2 separate regions of the Rattus norvegicus genome follow, and region 2 is linked to region 1. A link is a contact called in public Hi-C data. All regions are on one chromosome and are shown on one strand. The core of a region is the stretch at or near the end of the contact, and the rest is flanking DNA. Distances in the headings are between cores, read along the strand shown. Region 1 holds the start of Ankrd55 (ankyrin repeat domain 55). Region 2 overlaps Il6st (interleukin 6 cytokine family signal transducer).

The links. A called contact is a pair of places that touch in the nucleus more often than the background predicts.
Region 2: a Hi-C map of liver shows a contact between it and region 1, with 2.4 times the contacts expected there. The contact joins the enhancer-like site here to the promoter of Ankrd55 in region 1. A contact is called at or near these places in 10 of 12 Hi-C or Micro-C datasets (the A7r5 cell line, the Rat2 cell line, Schwann cells and 6 more).

The regions. Positions count from the first base shown.
Region 1 is chr2:45,646,322-45,649,422 of GRCr8, forward strand. It overlaps Ankrd55 (ankyrin repeat domain 55), which reads left to right and starts at 1,465. Exons shown (of 10, transcript NM_001270039.1): 1 at 1,465-2,464. The coding sequence starts at 2,371. All of the region lies in intron 3 of LOC103691456 (a long non-coding RNA gene), which reads right to left.
Region 2 is chr2:45,833,527-45,836,627 of GRCr8, forward strand. It overlaps Il6st (interleukin 6 cytokine family signal transducer), which reads left to right. Exons shown (of 15, transcript NM_001008725.3): 15 at 554-3,101. The coding sequence ends at 1,294. LOC134485838 (a long non-coding RNA gene) reads right to left here. Exons shown (of 2, transcript XR_010064089.1): 2 at 2,982-3,101. Among named protein-coding and RNA genes, the nearest start is that of Il6st, 25 kb to the left of the region's middle. Within about 2 kb of position 1,640, at least 9 of the 93 cell types and tissues checked have an H3K27ac peak or open chromatin away from gene starts, as enhancers often do. A contact at or near this core is called in kidney and liver, where this site is marked.

The sequences.
Region 1 (3,101 bases), core at 215-2,714:
ACACATCGAGTCCCATGGGCCATTCTATTGTGGCACCATGCCACGCTATCCTGGAGGAGTCTATTGCCAGCCTCTCCGGGCTGTCTCTCTGCCCGCTGGGGACTTTGCTCATGTCCCCTGTAAAATCAAAGTTCTAGAAACTTGTAATTTATCAATCAGATTTATCTGTTAAATTCTCAATCCACAATACATGCCCACAATAAATTCACTGCCAGTTAGTAAAGATAGAAACCGCCTACCTAGACAAGATAAAATGACCTAGTCCACGTGGATCATCCTGCTCTGTCGTCCCCATCTTGATTCTCCTGCTTCTCCTCCTCCTCCTCTCTCCCTCCTAGATTGCCCCCCCCCACCTAACCTTCCTTCTCATCCAGTGTTAGGCTTCACTTTATCCTGGACCTGCCTTGCTGCATAATGACACCGTCCTGCATGAGTTATGGGAAGATTTGTAACAAAATCTAAACAATATATGGCTTCTTTCATAGCCTTCAACAAGAGCCCCATTTTAAACATATACCTCAGACATGTAATACTGTCTAAATAAGCTAAAAGTTTTTGAGTGGGGCAGTATAAATAGCAGGTACTAAAAAATGCTTACTAAATGCCAGGCTGCTATTAAGCACACAGGATTAGTATTACCACAGTGTCACTCCACCCAAGGGAGACAGTTGTCAGTGTTGTCAAGATCTCCACATTACAAGTAAGGAAGCTAAGCCAGGTGAGGGTGCCTGGTCCAAACTTCCACATAGCCAGTTAGCACAAGCCTGGCTTGTACCTAAGGTATCTGACCCTTCACCTGTCGCACAAATGACAGGAGAGGCTGCTTCAAAATATGAAACACAAAACCAAATGTGGAGGAGTTAGAAAGCAGTGGCCCACTTTACAAAACGATGCTGTTGTAAGTAAGCGGTCCTTGCATTGGACTGGCTAGCTGGTTAAAAATCATTAATGGTTTCTCAGAAACACGGGGACAGAGAAACCAAAACAAAACTCTAGGATGCGTGCCAGCTAAAGTTCAAAGAACCAAAAGGCCAATGGCCCTATTGTCCACAGGAGAAGAAAAACACAACTTTAAAACCGTTGAGATATTCTTTCTCTGAACATCAGTTACACTCGGAGAAAACAAGCACGGGTGTCACTGATAGAGGGGCTCGGCATAGCCTGTCTCAAGGCATCTCCACAGGAGAGCTTGCTTCTCTGCGAATTCTGGGAGTCACCTGACTGCAGTCTGTGGTCATCCTTGGCAGTAACATTGTTGGATCAATTCTTCACAAAGGCAGAGTAAACAGTTGGCTCCCTCATTCAAAGCAGTTTGTTTTGTACAACCTAGGTTCTTCTAGAAATAGCATCTATACAAACCCAGGTGATTGAAAATGGCTTTAATGGAAGGGAAAATATGCAAAACGAGGCACAAGATGCAAATAGCAGTGCTACAGATGAACACCAACAAAAAGCTATTGCTCAACTTACAGTTGGACAGCAGTGGTGGGCAGGTTGTGAGGGGGCCACGTGAGAGCTAGTTCTGCATAGGGAAAGCTCCTGGTAGGAAGGAGGCAGCTACTGCTAGATGCTCAGCAAGGGAGGAGAGCCCCATCTTCTCCCTTCCCAGTCTCCAGGGCCTCCCATGTGAAGCAACAGGATAAGGGCATCTGGAGATAGATAGTGAGCTAAGATCAAGGTACGAACATCTTTGGAAGAGAGAGAGGAATGACCATAATGCTTCTCCCAAAGATGGACAAAGTGAGGTACTAAGAAGACCGGTAATATGTCCATGGATGTAGTTCAGTTGGTAGAGGGCTTACCTAGAGAGCACATGTTTTCAATTTCCAACAATTGCACAAAACCAGGCATAGCAGCCCACGTCTGCAAATGCCAACTCTCAGGGGTGGGTGTAAGAGAATCAGAAATCCAAGGTCAGCCTCAGCTACATAGAAAATTAAGGCCAACCTGGGCTACACAGGACCGTGGCTCTAAACAGAAACAAACAAAAGAGAAAACATAGTATGCTTCAGATCTTGAAGAATAGATTGAAATGAAGAAGATGGCCCTCTTCCCTTACTGGTCTCTCTGATTTTGGGAAACCTCAATGCCTAAAGAGTCATAACACGTCAATCCCAAGGCTCCTTGCCAACATGTGGTAGTGTGCGAATGACCTAGAGTGGCCCACTTTTCTTCAGAAGTGTCCCTTCAGAAGAGAGTATATGACTAAGCTGACCCCGCCTCTGCCTGGATTCACTGGAGAGGAAGGTTTAGTGACTCACTTGTGTGGGTGACAATCTGGTCTGTGGTATCCTTTGAGTGAACTCACTTTGCACACTAACAGAGTATCTGGTTTGTGTAGGTGACTCATCTGAAGAAGTCGACCTGACAATGGTGTATCAGGCAGCATCGAATGGAGATGTCAACTCTCTGACTGCCGTGATCCGGGAGGATCCGTCCATCCTAGAATGTTGTGACAGTGAAGGTAAGCTGTTTGTGCATTTTTTTTAAAAAACCTGGGATGAGATGCATTACTCTTTCAGAGATTGTCTTTTGAGATGAGCCATACTAATGAAATTCTTTTTGACTGACCACAGGATATTGCAGGCATCTTGCCTGTGGCTCTGTAGAATCCCTTGGCACCTCTCAGCATGACATTGGACACAGAACTTCATCATCTTTCACCTACTAGTCACCTATTATGTTTCACATATTATTATGGAGTGGGTTGTTTCCAGTATTTTTGTAGGAATGGCCAAGTAAGGATGTGTGTGTGTGTGTGTGTGTGTGTGTGTGTGTGTGTGTGTGTCACAATGCTCATGTGCGCGTGCACACACATCATCGTTGTCATGGTTGCATTTTCACCTCCATTCTTTCCAAATACAACTAAGAACTATGGATAGGATAACTAAAATAACTTTGGAAACCAAGAGAAGGGCCAAGTCCTGAGATCCAGGGAAGGGCATGGTGGTGAGTTCTCTGGATTGTCCTTTTGCCTTGTATATCCCAGGGTTGAGGCTGAAGGAGATGGCAACACAGAATGCCAACAGACATGGACAAAAGAAAAGCCACTGAAAACCTGCATTCTCTAGGCAAAATGCCAAGACCGATCACAGGAAAGC
Region 2 (3,101 bases), core at 390-2,889, 190 kb after region 1:
ATCCTCCCCGTAAGCAGATGAACGCTGGGGACTGTACTAGACAACACTTCACACTTACAGACCCTAGAGGGGACGCCTTCCTGATACCCCAACAATCCTGAACTTAACAAATTATACCTGTAACTTTGCATAGCTTACCGAACCTCGGCAATCCAGGTTTGCTTACAAAACCTCGGTTATGCAGGTTTGAGTTTTAATGCTTCCAAGGCTCTTTCTTATCCATGTAACTCTAGGCTGCCTACAGCAGATATGAAACACTCAGTTCTAGTTATAGCCTACGTGCTTACAAAGATGTTACTTTGCAAACTGGAAGTGCAGCCGAATCTGGACGCCTTGGTTTGCTTTATTTGTCTGCATTCAGCTGGTTGCTAAGACTCCTCGAGGTGGATGATTCTCACCCCTGGAAGTCACTTAACGGTTTCAACCACACACAAGCCCTTACATGTTTTTATTTAAAAAAGCTGTAATATAGGGCTCAGAGCAATGGCTCAGTGATTTAAAAAGTCGAAATATGCCCAGAGTATCATTCATTCATTCATTTTTCTCTTTCCAGCACAATTTTAACTCCAAAGATCAGATGTACTCAGATGCCAATTTCACTGACGTAAGCGTTGTGGAAATAGAAGCAAACAACAAAAAGCCTTGTCCAGATGACCTGAAATCCTTGGACCTGTTCAAGAAGGAGAAAATAAGTACAGAAGGGCACAGCAGTGGCATTGGGGGGTCCTCGTGCATGTCCTCTTCTAGGCCCAGCATCTCCAGCAGTGAGGAGAACGAGTCTGCTCAGAGCACCGCAAGCACGGTGCAGTACTCCACCGTGGTGCACAGCGGCTACAGGCACCAGGTGCCGTCAGTGCAAGTGTTCTCAAGGTCTGAGTCCACCCAGCCCCTGCTAGACTCCGAGGAGCGGCCAGAGGACCTGCAGCTGGTGGATAGTGTGGACAGCGGTGACGAGATCTTACCCAGGCAACAGTATTTCAAACAAAGCTGCAGTCAGCCTGGAGCCAGTCCAGATGTTTCACACTTCGAAAGGTCAAGCCAGGTTCCGTCAGGCAGTGAGGAGGATTTTGTCAGACTGAAACAGCAGCAGGTTTCAGATCACATTTCAGAGCCCTATGGCTCCGAGCAACGGAGGCTGTTTCAGGAAGGTTCTGTGGCAGATGCTCTTGGCACAGGGACTGATGGACAGATAGAGAGATTCGAATCTGTTGGAATGGAGACAGCGATGGATGAAGACATTTCCAAAAGTTACTTGCCACAGACTGTAAGACAAGGTGGCTACATGCCACAGTGAGGGACCGGCTCCTGCGGGACCTCAGCGGGACTGCGAAGTAAAGCTAAAATGCTCGTGACTTCAGATGGGAAATAATCTTCAGTCCCTGATGATAACCATTGCCTTTAAGGACAAAGTCACAACTGGGCCATCTCCATTCCAGAGTATCTGGGATTCTCCTTCAAGCACTACATGAACTGACTTTATCCTCTGAATAGCTGGAGGACTCTGCGCTGTTTCAGAATGTTTGCACTGCTGAAAACTAAGTGTGTCTGAGTTTGTAAAGCTTTTGTTTTGCTCCATAGAAAGTGGGGAATTTAAATGAGCCGAGCCGAGCCATGGCGTCGCTCAGCTGTGCTGGTGGTGAGACTGACCATTCAGATGCCGGGAGCAAAGGTCTAACCCTCCTCAGCCAGCAGCTTCATGTCAGAGTTCCCCGGGCAGACTGCCCAGATTGTGTCACCTATCAAAAAAAAAAAAAAAAGAGTGGAGGGGGCAGGGTGGCTCATTTCTGGGTTTGTTATTAGAGAATCTTGGCTTGTTTGGTGCCGTTGGTATCGATGCTTCCAGTTATTACTGAAGAAAAGGACGAACTTTCAAGAGAAGCAGCATAGAAGAACCCATTACCTTATATTCACCTAAAACCTCACAGAAACCTGCTTATTAGTGATAACATTTTTCAAAGTCAGTTTCACCAACACTCTAGTGGACCGGGCTGGCCTCAAACTCACAGAGATTTGTCTGCCTCAGCCTCCGGAGTACTGGGGTTAAAGGCATGTACCACCACCACCACTTGACTTAAAAATTTGCTGTTTTTAAAGACTTAAGTTGCTGACATTTTTCTGAACGTATATAAACACACCAGGGACAGATGATTCCAGATGTTGGTGGAGGAAGCACTTTATCCAGAATGTCTTCAACTGTACATTACTTTAATTGACTCCACCTTGTTTTTGTTTTTAAGACTAGCAAGGTGTTTGCTGAAGGGTGGCATTGCCCAGAGGCTCAGGCGAGTCCCAGAGCTCACGCACCGATGTCTGTGACCACCACCGTGGCAGAAGTCCTCCTACAAAGCTGACGAAGCCGTGAGGGTTTTGTTAGTTTGCTGGGCGGGGATTGAGCCCACAGCCTTGTACATGCTAGACACTACCACTGAGCTCACCTACACATCTCACTATGTTATGTAGGCTCAAGCGATCCTCCTGTCTCAGCTTCCTGAGTGTTGGGACTTCGGGTGTGCGCTGCCACACACCCGACCAGGTAGTTTTAATATCTGCCATTTATGAGGTAGAGTTTTACACAGGATTTAGGACTATCTTAAACCTGTTCCTTAGGTTGCTTTGTTAAGGAATAGCCTGGACATCCGGTGTTTAGCACTAAAGCCATTATGTATGCGCCTAACTTTCCAGTGACATGTCCTGGGTGGGCAGGAGTTGACTGAGCGCCATTAGTGGTTGATTACCACCAAGTGTGCGCACAGGAAAAGGATTAAAGTTTCAGAACATGGCCCTTAATCATTCATAGCCGCTGCCCCACGGTGGCTGAGGAGGAGTTGATGTGCACTGAGCTGGATGTGGTTTTGCCGTTCACTCAGAGGACTGTTTATACTCTACTTGTGATGTGTTATCGTTATATTTTTATACTAGGTAATCCTGTTCTGAGTCCTTTCACGTGTATAATCCTCATGGGACTGTACGTGCTTTGCTCTGGTATTCAGTTGCCTTCTTGGCAAAACCAGCCTAGAATTGCTAAAATGCCAGGATTGAAGTTAGATGATGAAAGTCGGGCACAGGAAGGCCAGGTCAGGGTCAGAGAGACCAGAATTCAC